Regions from separate parts of the Mus musculus genome. Here region 1 is linked to region 2. The links are chromatin contacts, called in public Micro-C maps. All regions are on one chromosome and are shown on one strand. The core of a region is the stretch at or near the end of the contact, and the rest is flanking DNA. Distances in the headings are between cores, read along the strand shown.

What was found. Hi-C and Micro-C count contacts between places; a contact is called where the count stands out from the background.
Region 1: a contact with region 2 is called in a Micro-C map of embryonic stem cells, with 4 times the contacts expected there. The contact joins the promoter of Arhgap44 here to the promoter of Elac2 in region 2. A contact is called at or near these places in 1 of 39 promoter capture datasets (stem cell-derived epiblast-like cells), 4 of 484 Hi-C or Micro-C datasets (embryonic stem cells, nephron progenitors and olfactory sensory neurons), 1 of 115 datasets of contacts at active chromatin or transcription factors (embryonic stem cells) and 2 of 9 other capture datasets (adipose tissue and pancreatic islet).

What each region holds. Positions count from the first base shown.
Region 1 is chr11:65,159,360-65,166,203 of GRCm38.p6, forward strand. Arhgap44 (Rho GTPase activating protein 44) reads right to left here and starts at 3,602. Exons shown (of 20, transcript NM_001099288.1): 1 at 3,227-3,602. The coding sequence starts at 3,279. LOC115487730 (a long non-coding RNA gene) reads left to right here and starts at 521. Exons shown (of 3, transcript XR_003949568.1): 1 at 521-854; 2 at 1,462-3,030. 1700086D15Rik (a long non-coding RNA gene) reads right to left here and starts at 541. Exons shown (of 2, transcript XR_003949567.1): 1 at 509-541.
Region 2 is chr11:64,977,661-64,984,401 of GRCm38.p6, forward strand. Elac2 (elaC ribonuclease Z 2) reads left to right here and starts at 1,375. Exons shown (of 24, transcript NM_001362983.1): 1 at 1,375-1,671; 2 at 2,058-2,108; 3 at 2,247-2,317; 4 at 2,948-3,012; 5 at 3,957-4,014; 6 at 5,096-5,164; 7 at 5,934-6,065. The coding sequence starts at 1,451.

The sequences.
Region 1 (6,844 bases), core at 2,352-4,851, 180 kb after region 2:
AACCATCACTGTTCTCATTTTGCTAATAAAAAAAAATGTGCAGAGAGCTAATCACAAGATCATTAAGCAACCATGCAAATGTGTCCCACTTGATAATCACTTGATAAGCAGGCACAGGCTGGCCAGGGAGAACTTTCCAGAGTAGGGTCGGAAGTGAAGAAACACATATGGGAAAATCAAGGCAGAAACATGTGAAGATGACCAAAGCAAGACCTCATGTAGTCCAGGTTGGCTTTGAACTCACTATGTTGCCTTCCCAATTCTACCTTCAGGCGGATTACAGGTATGTATCACCATGTGGTGCTGAGGACTGAACCCAGAGCTCCATACATGCTAGACTCTTCCTATAGTTGCTATGCTAAGTTGCTGATTTCTACTAAGATATGCCCAGTTCTGAGAAGATAAGCCAATGCCCAGAAGTTTTTCATTTGTAATAATCCCAAAACCTGTGAGTTACAGAAAGTGAGCTAGGTGGGGAGTGGTGGAGAAGAGCAGCTCTCAAGCTCACCTCTCTACCGGAAAGAGGTCACTAAGGCCTCTCTACAAAGCACTTTATGACATCACACCTACCATCCAGACTTCCAGCACTATGAGCTGCTAGTGAGTGGAGATACTAAGAAGCAAATCATGGCCCCTTTCCCAATGCACAGGTTGAGTCTCTCAACATTCTCAATAGGAAGAAGAACCCCCACGCTACCTCCTTTCATTCCCATCACTGGCCAGAAGTAAACCATTTCATCTTGGCAATAAATATTGACCGAGCACCAACCGTCTACAAGGCACTGCTCTGTGCCCTTGGCATGCGAGGGTGATCAATACATTCTACTGGAGACAGACGGGCAAAAATCAAAAAGGTACAAGCTTTCAAACTGTGGGGAGTAGTGGACAAAAATGAAAAGAATGATGGGTAAGAGTGAGGGAGCAGGGGTTTTATCTGAGCCTGAGAGCCAAGTGCTGATTGATGAGAAAGCAATTTGGGAAGACCACATCCTCAACCAGGTAGTAAAAATTGGTGGTCAGCAAGAACAAATCTCTAAAGTGGAGCTGGGCTTCATGTGTCCGAAGCACAGGAGTTCAGGGACAGGGAGACAGGAAGACAAAATGAGCATGCTGAGACAAAGGGGGGTCCAGAGGGATGTGGCTACTGAAATGCTGGGGCTGCTAAGCAAAATGATGGCACTGGAAGTGTTGAAGCAGTAGAGTATCCTAAACTAATTTTTGCTTCAACAGTTTACTCTAAACTTCACCAAAACAGACACAAGTCAGGCCTCAACTTTGTACATGTTGGTCATCCACCTAAGCGCTCAGCAGCTCTGGCATAGCAGGGTGCAGCCCCTGGATTTGTACTTCTAAGAATGTTCTTTGAATACATAAGACTACTTTTTACAATAATAATAATAATAATAATAATAATAATTCAGTCTGCTTTTGCCTATTTTTCATTTCCTCCACGAATGACAGTGAAAAATATAGTTCCTATGCCCATGCCTCAAAAATCTCACAACTTAAAAACAAGTCCTGAAGGAAGATAGGAGCCAGGTGTCTGGAAGCAACACGAATGCCTTCCCTGAGACATCTATATCCGAGCACCAATCTCTAACACTCCAAGAGAACACCAGGCTACTAAGTGGACTGAGAATACTCCATGAGAAACAGCAACCTGTGGTCAGAGTGAGGGGCCCACCCCTGGGATGTCTACTGCCATCATGTATGCCAGAGCCCAGGGAGTGTGATCCAGAAGCCAAGACAGTAAAGAATGGTCAGCTTGACAACCAACAGCTACACCCCCCAGTACCAGGAAAGCACTATCTCAGCATCCAACATACCAAAGACAGTCCACGTGAGGCTATATTTGTGGCAATACCGTGCCAAAAATCTGGGCTAATCTGACTCTGCTATTCATAAATTCCCCCCTCATGTTAAAGCACATGTGTTTGGGAAGGGAAAATGAATCCAAGTCTAGTTTAGAAGCTTGGAAACGCTTAGGTTACTTGGAAACCATCTGGAGTTCCTGAAAGCATGAGAAGCCATCACATCCCCTGCCCTCAAATGCCCACTGTAACTAGGGCAGTATGCTTCCCTCATGTCCTCTATTCTCCAGGGAAGTCCCCACCCCCACCCTACCAGGTGCCAGCTCAAGCTCCATTTCCCACCCAAGAAAGGTATTTGGTTTCTCAACAAACCTGGCCGAGAGCACTCTATGTGTGGAGCCTGCACTTGAATTGCACCCAAGGCTTGGTTCTTCCCTTTCTGCTTACTTTAAACTGCACACCTAAATTCCTTTAACAACCACACAGAAATCCGGCCCTGGGCACACAGATTCCATGAAAAATCCCCCTCTATCTAACAAGCCTGTGTTTCAAGAATGTCTAGCTTTGGACGGGACCCACTAAGAATCCTTATGTAACCTTAATAGATCTTGGCACCCCACAGATCCGCTCCTGGAGACACTGGCCCAGATCTAGTCCATGTTCACCAAGATGAGAGCAGTCTGGGTCCTGCAGATTCCTGGGGCCAAGCTGTTCTGGACTGGGAGGGAGGAGAGACTGTCCCATCCCCTACCTGGCTGAGAGCCTCTGATCCTCCTCTCTCTGATCCTCCTCTCATCTTCCAAGGGAGTTGAACCTCACTTTCGCAGCCTCCCTCCCTCCCTCCACTGAAATCAGTCTTGGGACCGAGCCTACATCAGCCAGCACCTTCCCCCTTCTCGCCATCCTTTCCCCACCCCCAAACGCTGAGGAAAAAACAGCCAGGAAAGTGATCCAGCATCCCATACAGTCACAGCCCCTGAAAACAAACAGGGCTCCAGTGGGGAAGGAGGGTGTCGACCAGGCCCAACACTACCTCAGGACCCTAAGCAGCCCTGAACTGGGCGCAGGGAGGAAGAGATCTCCAGAGGCAGCCAACGACTCGGCAGCCAGCAGCTCCAGCAGAGCAAACACCTGTTTCCAGGAAGAATCGCTACCAGAGGAAAAGGGAGTCCCGAGGAAAGGCAGAGAGGGCGAGGTGAAGGGGCAGCTGGGGACGCAGGTGAGGATGCGTCACTCTCTGAGCCTAGACCGGCGAGCGAGAAGCGAGCAGGGGTCGGGAGAGGAAAGGTCTCACCAACGACCCGCGCGGACCCAGGAGGGACGCACAAGCTCCAGGCCGGGCAGCTCCATCACCTGCGCCTGGCAGATGCAGCCCCGCGGGCGTGCCGGCCCTGGGCGGCCAGCGGGTGACCTACCTGCCCACCGTCTGGTTGGCCAACTGGCGCATGCGGTTAAACTGCTTCTTCATCGTGGCCCCGCTGCCGCGCTAGCCCGGGAGCTGGGGAAGGACTGAGCTGCCCGGAGCCCACCGCAGGGTTACATGGCTCCCGCGCCCAGCCTCCCGGGCGACGGCGGCGGCACTGCGGAGCCTGGGGAGCCGCCTGGCCCGCGCCCAGCCTCCCGAGAGCACCTCCGCCTAGTCCGCCCGCCGCATCCTTCTCTGTGCCACGCCCGGGGCCGCCCAAGGCGCCCGGCGGTCAGCCCCAGCTGTAGCTAGCCCCCAGCCCCAGCCCGGCGAGCGAACCGGGGAGTCTCCGCAGGCTGGCTAGCCAGCTGGCCGGGTGGTCCCCGTGCGCCTGTGCGGAATGCGCCGTGCATGCTGGGACTTGTAGTTTGCCGCTCCCACCTTTCCTCTGTCCAAAGTTTGTAGGGACAGCTTTTGTGCAGAGGTGAGAGAAGACAGTATGACCAAGACGTTTAGGCTTTAGCCTTGTAGTAAAGGAAATACTTTCGTGCTTGAATAGTGAAACCAACGACACAACAACAAACAGAGTAAACGTCTGACTCCTATTTTCTCTCAAGCGAATGCGAGATGTTCAGTGTTGAATTCATATGAAGATATGTTAGGCAGATGTGTTCGTTAAATTGTATAAAGTCACCTTATTGGTGTTCAATCACAGTGTTAAGCTTGGGACAAAGGGGTTTCGAACTAGGCGTAGCATGCATCCCAAAATGCCATCCTTAATCTTTTTCAAACCCAGTAAGTAACCAAAAGTTTACATAAGATTGAATCAGTAACGTCTTGTCTACTAGCACAACCTGAGACAGCTTTCTTGTATGATTTAGATTCTATTACCATAGCTATGTCCATCTCCTTACCGCCACTAGACCTGAAATGGTATCAGCTGGGCAGCCCACTGGCATTTACCAGCTGGTTGAAAGAAATTGTGGCTCATTAGACTTGGAAGGTGGCAGGTGAGGGGGACAGCAAATGGCTCAATAGGTAAAGAAGCCTATTGACCTGTGTTCAGTGTCTAGAACATACACGGTAGGAGAAAATTAACTCCTGCATGTTGTCTTACGTACACACACACTAAATAAATATAAATAATGTAAAAAAAAGAAAGAAAATCACATGTGATCTCAATTAGTTGTCATCTTTATATATATCAAGTCAGAGTTGTTGGGCAGTAGAGACATTGGATCAAACAAATGTGAGTCTTCCCATTAGAATCTCACATATTTAATCAGCAATTTTAGGAAAACTGCTGGGACTCTCTCATCTCCAGCTTCCCTATCTCAAGTAGAAAGCACTGCTGTTTGGTAGATGGAAATGAAAGAGTGCTGTTTTCCAAATCTAACTACATACAGGCTATCATGTAGTCCACTGTGGCAGATACAATGGAAGATAGCATAATGGGAAAATCCAGGATCATTCCTATTATGAAAATAGTTTAAAAAAAAAAAAAAAGGAAGAGCATCCATCTATGACCCGAGATTCTCTGCAGTGTGTTGATTACAGTAGAAAGATGCCCTAAATATGGATGTAAGTGTCTTACTGGCCAGCGGAACAAATGATGGTTTGAGGCATGTTTTGGCTGAATGAACATGAAATCTTTAATTAATTGTGAGCTCAGCCTCTGCTTATTAGGTCAAGAGTTCTGGTCAATTAGCAGTGAAGGCATCGTGCTTGTGACTGACTGTATGTGGCAACATACAGTCATGTCAACGTCATGTTTATATAAACAAAGTACTTCTATTTTGAGTTTTTAAAAATCCTTTATTCATTCATTTATTTATTTATTTATTTATTTATTTATATTTATTTTAAACTGCAGATGTTATTCCCCTCCTGTTCCACCCTCCGACCATTCCACATCTCATACCTCCTCCCCACCCCCCTTGTCTCCACAAGGATGTCCCCACCCCCCACCCCACCAGACCTCTAAACTCCCTGTGGCCTCCAGTCTCTTGAGAGTTAGGTTCACCTTCTCCTGACTAAACCCAGACCCAGCCGTCCTCTGCTGTATATTTGTTGGGGGCCTCATATCAGCTGATGTATGCTGCCTGGATAGTGTTCCAGTGTCCAAGAGATCTCAGGGGCCCAGGTCAATTGAGACTGCTGGTCCTCCTACAGGGTCACCCTCCTCCTCAGCCTCCACAGGAGTCAGCAACTTCTGTCCATTGGTTGGATGCGAATATCTGCATCTGACTCTCTCAGCTGCTTGTTGAGTCTTTTGGAGGGCAGTCATGATAGGTCACTTTTTGTGAGCGCTCCATAGCCTCAGTAATAGTGTCAGGTCTTGGGGCCTCCCCTTGAGCTGGATCCCACTTTGGTCCTGTCGCTGGACCTTCTTTTCCTGGAGCTCCTCTCCATTTCCATCCTTGCAGTTCTTTCAGACAGGAACAATTATGAGTCAGAGTTTTGACTGTGGGATGGCAACCCCATCCCTCACTTGATGCTGGGTCTTTCTGCTGGAGGTGGGCTCTACAAGTTCCCTCTTCCCAATGTAGGGCATCTCATCTAAGGTCCCTCCCTTTGAGTCCTGAGAGTCTCTCACCTCCCAGGCCTCTGGTGCATTCTGAAGGGTTTCCCCAAACTCCTACCTCCCAAGGTTACCTGTTTCCATTCTTTCTTCTGGCCCCCAGGGCTTCAGTCTTCCCCCCCCCCAATACCAGATGATGTTCCCCTCTCCCCCCCCCCATCCCCTTTCCCTCCCAGGCCCCTCCCTCCCTCCCAAGTGGGGCTGAGGCATCCTCACTTGGGCCCTTCATCATGTTGACCTTTTTGAGTTCTGTGGACTGTATCTTGGGTATTCTATACTTTTTTTTTTTGGCTAATAGCCACATATTGGTGAGTACAAACCATGCATGTCATTTTGGATCTGAGTTACATCACTCAGGATGATATTTTCTAGTTCCATTCATTTGCCTGCAATAAAAAAAAAAATGACCATATGGTTAATAGTGCTTATCAATTTAGCAGGAGCTGGATTCACCAGAGAAACAAGCCTATGGGTACGTCTGTAAGAGAATGTTTGGGTTGGCAGAGGTAAGCAGAGCCACCTTAAATGTGTGCAGCACCATTCTCTGGGCTGTATATAAAAGAGAGAGAGTGAGCTGAGGATTATCGTTCATCTCTCTCTTCTTCCTGATAGCAGATGCAGTGTGACCAGCTGCCTTCAGGTTCTACTGCTGTGACTGCCCTGCCATGGTGGTCTGTACCCACAAATTGTGAGCTCAAATTAACTCTGTTACCTTAATTTGGTCAAAGTATTTCTTCACAGTAACATGAAAAGCCACCAATAATACCCTAATAAGCATGGCTTTGTGTACATCAGTCATGGGGAGCCATTAAGAACACTGTATGACTTTAAACAACATGATACTTGGTCGTACAACTGTGTTATTCAGTACAGTGGCCCTTGAATTGTGTGGCTGTTGAAATTTCAATAAATAAAGAGTTTAGTGTCTCAGTCATCCTGTCCATACATTAAGTGCATCTTCTGCATTCTGTCCTGGAGAAAGGATAATGACACAGGAAAAAAAATAGAAAGAGAGAGGGAAATTAATGTCAAGTCTGCACTTTTGAT
Region 2 (6,741 bases), core at 125-2,624:
AGCATTAAAAAAAAAAAAAAGTGTGTGTGTCTTCCTGCCCATCCACCCAAGTTGGGAAAGGGTCTCATGTAGCCCCAGGTTCACCTCCAACTCACTATCTTGATTGTCCAGCTCCAGCCTCAGAGCCACCTGACAGTCCAGCCTCAGACATCTGACAGTCTCCCTGAATACTTGTTTAAATACATTTCCTGCAGGTGGCAACATTTTCTTCTCCATAAATTTCTATTATTTATTCTGCGTATCTCTTTAGTGCCACTCAAAGCACCGACCATCAAAGGGCCTTTAGCCAACCAAGCATGCCAAATACGACTCTGGCAGGCCTTGGCTTCACCGCCATACCCTCCATCTTGCTAAAAATCATTAGATTACATCCATAAAGCTAGACACCAAGGTCTATTCCCTTATTTGACCATTTTCTCCTCTTGAGGCTGACCACTAAGGTCCAGCTAACAAAGCACTGAAGTCCAGCCCCTTGAAAAGCCCCCTTTGGCTTATGTAATTAATATACACAATCAAAACAAACCAACTTATCCTAACATCGGATTTTTTTTTTAACCTTTATGAACTGTTATTTGCCTATGGGTCGGTCTCCTCCCTATCCAGAGGCAGCCCTTCGTGTTTCGGGTGCAAATACTCCTCTCTCCTCTCTCTTGACCCTTTTCTCTTCGTCCTAGTCTCTATCTTCTTTCTTTGTCTCTTATTCACTGCCTTTTGTCTCTCTGGGGAAAATAAATCTCCTTTGTTCTGAGAACTTGGTCTTGGGGTGTCCTAAGTCGACTTTCGAGGTCCCCACAGCCATGTTAATTCTAAATATCTCCCAAAGATAAGCACTGTTAAACTATTTCCGTCTTGAAGTAAGGAATGCAAGGCAGAGAGGACCGGCTCATAACAGCAATAAGACGCAACACTACGAAGTTTACTTAGTCTTTTCATCTCTATTCTCACGCCAAAACAAAGAATATCATCTGAAATGTGTTCTTATGGTGGAAATCAAATTAGCCAGATCTATCTCCCATGAGATCGTCACCATCATCATAAGCAAGAACAATGCAAACTTGGAATACTTTTGTCGAAGGGCAGAGCTCCTGACAGAAGACGATGAACCTGAAAAAGACTCAGTCCTTTCCCAGTAATGCCTTTCGAGTACTTGCACTCTCAGAAGTCCCGCTTCCGCCAAGTGACAGTAACCGGAAAACGTCAACAGGGAAAGCCGGAACCGGTGAGGGGGGCGGGGCCTCCGGCGACGCTCTAGCTTTCGCTTACTCTACGTCCACCTTGATTGACAGACTCCGAGCTCCAAGGCTCGTTACGATTGGATGCGGAGCTTTGGATGGGCGGGCAGCTAGCGCGGCGGCGCGCTGATTGGTCAGTTCCGCCATGCGGTGGAGGGGCGGTGCTTGTGGCGGCGTGAGGGGTCTGGCTGCCTTGTCAGCCTGGTGTGGTCGGGTGCATGTGGGCGCTCCGCTCACTGTTGCGTCCCCTTGGCCTGCGCACCATGTCGCAGGGTTCGGCTCGTCGGCCGCGGCCATCCAAAGACCCACTGCGACACCTGCGTACGCGGGAGAAGCGCGGCCCGGGTCCCGGGGGCCCGAACACCGTGTACCTGCAGGTGGTGGCGGCGGGCGGCCGGGACGCGGGGGCTGCTCTCTATGTCTTCTCGGAATACAACAGGTCAGAGTGGGCCGACAGCCCTGGGGGATTGGCCCCAGCGCCACGTGCTCGGGAGGCCTCCTGTCCAATCCTGTATATATCCCTTACCTCCCTTAGTCAGCATGGCTTTCAGGTATCCGGGCAAAACTTCCCGTGCCCCGACTCTCACCATCACCATCCCAAAGCGGGGGCCTCACCGTGAGTGTGTGGGCTAGACCGGTTTCATAAGTCGATGGGGAAAGACATCACTCCCCATTGATCTATACCAAACTACACTCTTCCGTCACTAACCAAAGAGGGCTCAAAACCTACTAGGCAGTATGAGAACCCTGTCATTTATGTCGCTGTATCTACAGTAAAGCATTTTACAGAGTATACTTGTAAGTACAGTAATGTTCCTCCTGTAGGTACCTTTTTAACTGCGGAGAAGGCGTCCAACGACTTATGCAGGAACACAAGTGAGTCAACTCCTGGCTTCTGGGGTGGAGATGATTATGGGCTTGAAAGCTGAGGTGAGAGGCAGATGAGACTTCTCAGCAGACACGGTCTCTGGTCGTCTTTGTTTCATCTGGCTGAAATGTATGTTTTTTTCTTAGACTGAAAGTCGCTCGCTTGGACAACATCTTTCTGACTCGGATGCATTGGTCAAATGTTGGGGGGTTGTGTGGTGAGTATGTGTTTGGAGGTCAGGGGCCGGTGGGAAGTTTCTGGGGGCTTAACATGGCTTGCAGCTCATTTGTTCATCTTCCTAGCCCAGGGGAGATAGAATTCCTGGTACACTAGCTTAGTCAGCTTGAGTAGGGGGTGTGAAAACCTAGACTCGGAAAAGTAGGCCTTGATATGGTTACAACCTCCACCTGGACCACAGATTTAACAACAGAGTGCTGTGGTGGGTGCTGATCAGACTCTGCAGCTGGATTCAGACACATACTGTCATCCAGACTGTGTGGCTGCCAGATTTTGAAAGCATAGTAGTATGGGCAGAGGAGAGAATGAGGTAGTGGACTGTGCCCTCCTCCCCCTTGCATAGCAGACCCTGCTCTGATGCATGGTTAGATCAATGCTAACATTATTTTCTCTTTATGTATTGTATAGTTGCTTATACCCTAGAACAGGGACACGTAGGTAAATAACTAGTATAGCCAGAAGCACCCCACCACCATGCACACACACACACACACACACACACACACACACACACACACACACACACACACATACCACATACCGGACAGGGCCTGCAGGCTAAGTTGAGAGTGCTGGATTTTTATTTATTTTCTCTTTACATTCTTTTAAGGAATGATTTTAACTTTAAAGGAAACCGGGCTTCCCAAATGTGTTCTGTCTGGACCACCACAGCTGGTGAGTGTCTCCTGGTCACCCGTTAAAACCACCTCCTTTAAAAATGGTAGCAGTCTTCATTTTTGTAACTTAACCTTCTGCCCTCAAGGATAACAGGTAGTGGAGTTAAACACATCTCCTTTCATAGTATGTAAATACTAACTGTGTGGTCCTGGGTGAGCTACTTTGCCTCTCAGCCCCAATTTCTTAATTTATAAAGTGGCCAGAATGATCCATAGGTTGTTAAAGTTGAATTGCGTGAAGTGGTACATGGGAGGGACTAAATCACTCACTATGGTACCAAAGAAGGACTTCATGAATTACAGCGTTCTTTCTTTCCTATTCAACTTAAGACATCTAACTTTGTCTCTAGCTTCTCTTCTTCCTCCTTGAGCTTTCACTCTCTGTGAACCAAATTAGCCTTGCTTGTCAGTTCCTACTTCTCAGCAGTCCTCCCCTGTGTGGCAGCCAGAACATGGTGTACATGCAGGGCACTGCTTCCCGCCCTAAGCTTTCCCTGTGTGGTGTGTGTGTGATCCACAGGGTGGTCTTTAAGTCCCACAAGCCCAGGCTGCTGTTCATACTTCTACCTGTGTCATCGAGCTGGAGCCACGAGGGCCAGCCCTGCCCCTTGTCTTGCTTTCAAAAGTCATTCCCCCTGGAGGTGTACCACACAAGTTGGTGTCTGCCCCGTCTTTCATTTCTTTCAGAGTACCTGATTGTTACTGAGTTGTTTGTGTTATCGTTGGCTTCCTCTCCATCTCTGTTCTAATGAGAGCAAAAACTTCATATCTCTTACTGTTGCTAAATGGTGGCATCTAATGACACTGGGCACAACAAATAACTGTCTAGATGAAATTTAAAGTACTAGCTAAGTTTTGTGTTTGCCTAGAGTACATATAGTACTTACTTGAATACATTACTGTGCCCTATGTTTAAAACATAACTTCTTCCTTATTTTTTAGGAGAAATATCTAGAAGCAATCAAAATATTTTCTGGTCCATTGAAAGGAATAGAACTGGGTATGTTGTTGACTGTGACCTACTGTCTTACGTTTTTTCTTACATGAGCCCTGCTTTGTAAATTAGAATCCATCAAGAGCTGCCTTAAAGCAAGACTTAGAATCGCATGCTTCCTTTCAGCATGCCATGGTTTCTTTAAGAGCTGTGATTCTGTTCTTTGTTGGTTCTTTCTCTTTTCTTTTTGATGATTTACTTGTATTTCACATGCCTTTGTGTTATGTCTACATATATGTCTGTATGAGGTGTGAGATACCCTGGAACTGAAGTTACAGACAGTACTGAGCTGCTGTGGGCACTGAGAATTAAACCGAGTCCTCTGGAAGAGCAGCCACTGCTCTTAACTCTCTCCAGCCCCTCTTGCTCCTCTCATGCCTCAAGAATACTGGCTGGGTAGGCAGGAAGTACTATAATCTGGTATATGCCTGCATTCCTTTCTGCATCTCTCAACCTCCACTCTGGCCCCAGGCTCCTTCCCCAGTCCGAGAGGTGTTTCTTAGGGCCTTGAACGCCTTGTAGGAGGAAGTAGTATAAGGAGTCTTTGGCTATCTTGTAGCTAACCTTTATCTCCAGCTCTGCTGGGAGGCCCATAACTTTGATGAGAAGAGGTCTCAATGAAGAAGATATAGCAGGATCCTGGAGCAAGCAGCCACCCACCCCTACCTGCACCCCCACCTGCACCCCCAGCTCCCCTACCCCCATTGGCCTGTCAGTGCTGCTCTTTTATAAAGCACTGACAGTTTTATTTCAGAACATACACTAGTTCTCATGGCTGAGAAGGTAAAGTTCCTGGCTGGCTGGTGGTCTTGTTAACTCAGAACTCTTGCATTTAAGCTCTTTTCTTGCTGGATCCTTATGCAGTGCTCATAGCATGACTTCCCTGACTGTGCTCCATATAAATGACTGATGAAAGTACAGCTTCCTTTTTATGTTTGCTTTTTTTCCTAAAAAATGTTATAGCTATTAGAGAGCCTGGTTTTGCTGGCATATTTCCATTAGCACTGTAAGGAAAGTCAGTGGCGGCTGGTGAGAACCCACGCCGTTACTCATGCACTGCATTTCTTGACCTGTGTTTTCCCTGCAGCCGTGCGGCCTCACTCTGCACCAGAATACAAGGATGAGACCATGACTGTTTACCAGGTCCCTATCCACAGTGAGTCTGAGAGCCAGATTTCTCTGGAGTACATTGTTGTGGTTCCTAATCATGGGGTATGAGGGTGAGGAGAGTGTGTGAAGACTTGGTGTGAGTGGCCTGTTTGGGACCTTAACCTCTTGTGGACAATACTATGTGCACTCAGGCTGGCAAGTTCATTCCCCAGGGTTTGTTTGATGCAGATATAAGTGTCTTTCTCAGAAACATTTTAATAACTATAGCCTAGAAGAGAGTCATTGAGGGCTGGGAAGCTCCAGCCCTGCTTCATGGCTTTGAGTTGGAAACACACAGCGTAGTTTACTGGCATGTGTTTTCCTGTGGCTACACTTGCCCAGTTCTGCTGGCCAGTGTTTCCTTGGAGCCCAGCAGGTTCTGATCGTGTGATGTGCCCAGAGGAGCAAATGCAGTTTCTGTTGAGACCAGCAGCTGTGTTTCGGCTTCTCGTAACAGCAGTTCCCCTCTTGATTTTGATACAAGCTGCAGAATTTTGCTCCTTTTGGTGATGAGTATCCTGTGGGCCTTTGTAGATCGGACAGTGGTGATAACTGAACTAATCTGTAGCCTGGATGCTTTTCAGTCAAGCAGTATCGAATCCCTTCTGTGGGCAAGGCCATGGAGCCAGGGAGAGGCCAGCAGGCCTGGAAATTGGTTATTTACTGCTGCAGGGAAAGGAGTTCTGGTTTGAAATACATTAGGGAATTCGCACATGTGAACACCTGGGCCGCAGTTATGGGAACTGTGTGATGTGATGACTTCCTGTGCTGCGCAGGTGAACGGAGGTGTGGAAAGCAACAGCCATCCCAGAGCCCCAGAACATCTCCCAACAGGCTCAGTCCCAAACAGTCATCGGACTCTGGATCAGCTGAAAATGGGCAGTGCCCTCCAGAGGACAGCAGTGCAGGTAAGCTGTGGAATAGGCCTTGGAGTTTTAATGCTTGGTCCTTTTAATAGATTGTCTCTAGGGGCTGGAGAGATGGCTCAGTGGTAAGAGTACTAGCTGCTCTTCCAGCAGCCCTGAGTTCAATTCCCAGCAACCACATGGCTTTCTGTGATCACAGTATAGTGTGGCCTGTGGCCCGCCCACCTAAAAACTTGTACTCCTTGATCGGCTTTCCCTCTGTCCCCATCCTCCAGCCTTTGGTAACCTTCTCTGATACGGATTTTTCTGTTTAGATTCTATGAATGGGTGAGGTGCCTCTATCCAAGGTTGCCAATGGCAGATCTTTGTCTCCTGTACTCTAAGTTAGGATCTTCACTGAGGAAGCTATTTGCACAAGTAGATGCTTTTCTTTGACAAGAAAAGCTCTGGTCTATCGGAAGGATGAAAAAGGATGCAGGCCTAAGTATCAGGCCCCTTTGTGGCTTTGCATAGCCCCAGTCCTTATACTCATAGAGCAGCAGGCCCTGGCCCACTCTTGGGTGTGGGATCCTTGGTGTTTTCGTTAATGAGACAATGCTGCAGGGACAGGCTGCTTTGCTTATCACAGCACACAAGTTAGCGAGAGAGAGAGAGAGGCCCCCCACCACCCCAAGACAGCTGTCGGGGTTTGCTCTGTCTGAGGAACTGGATACTCGTC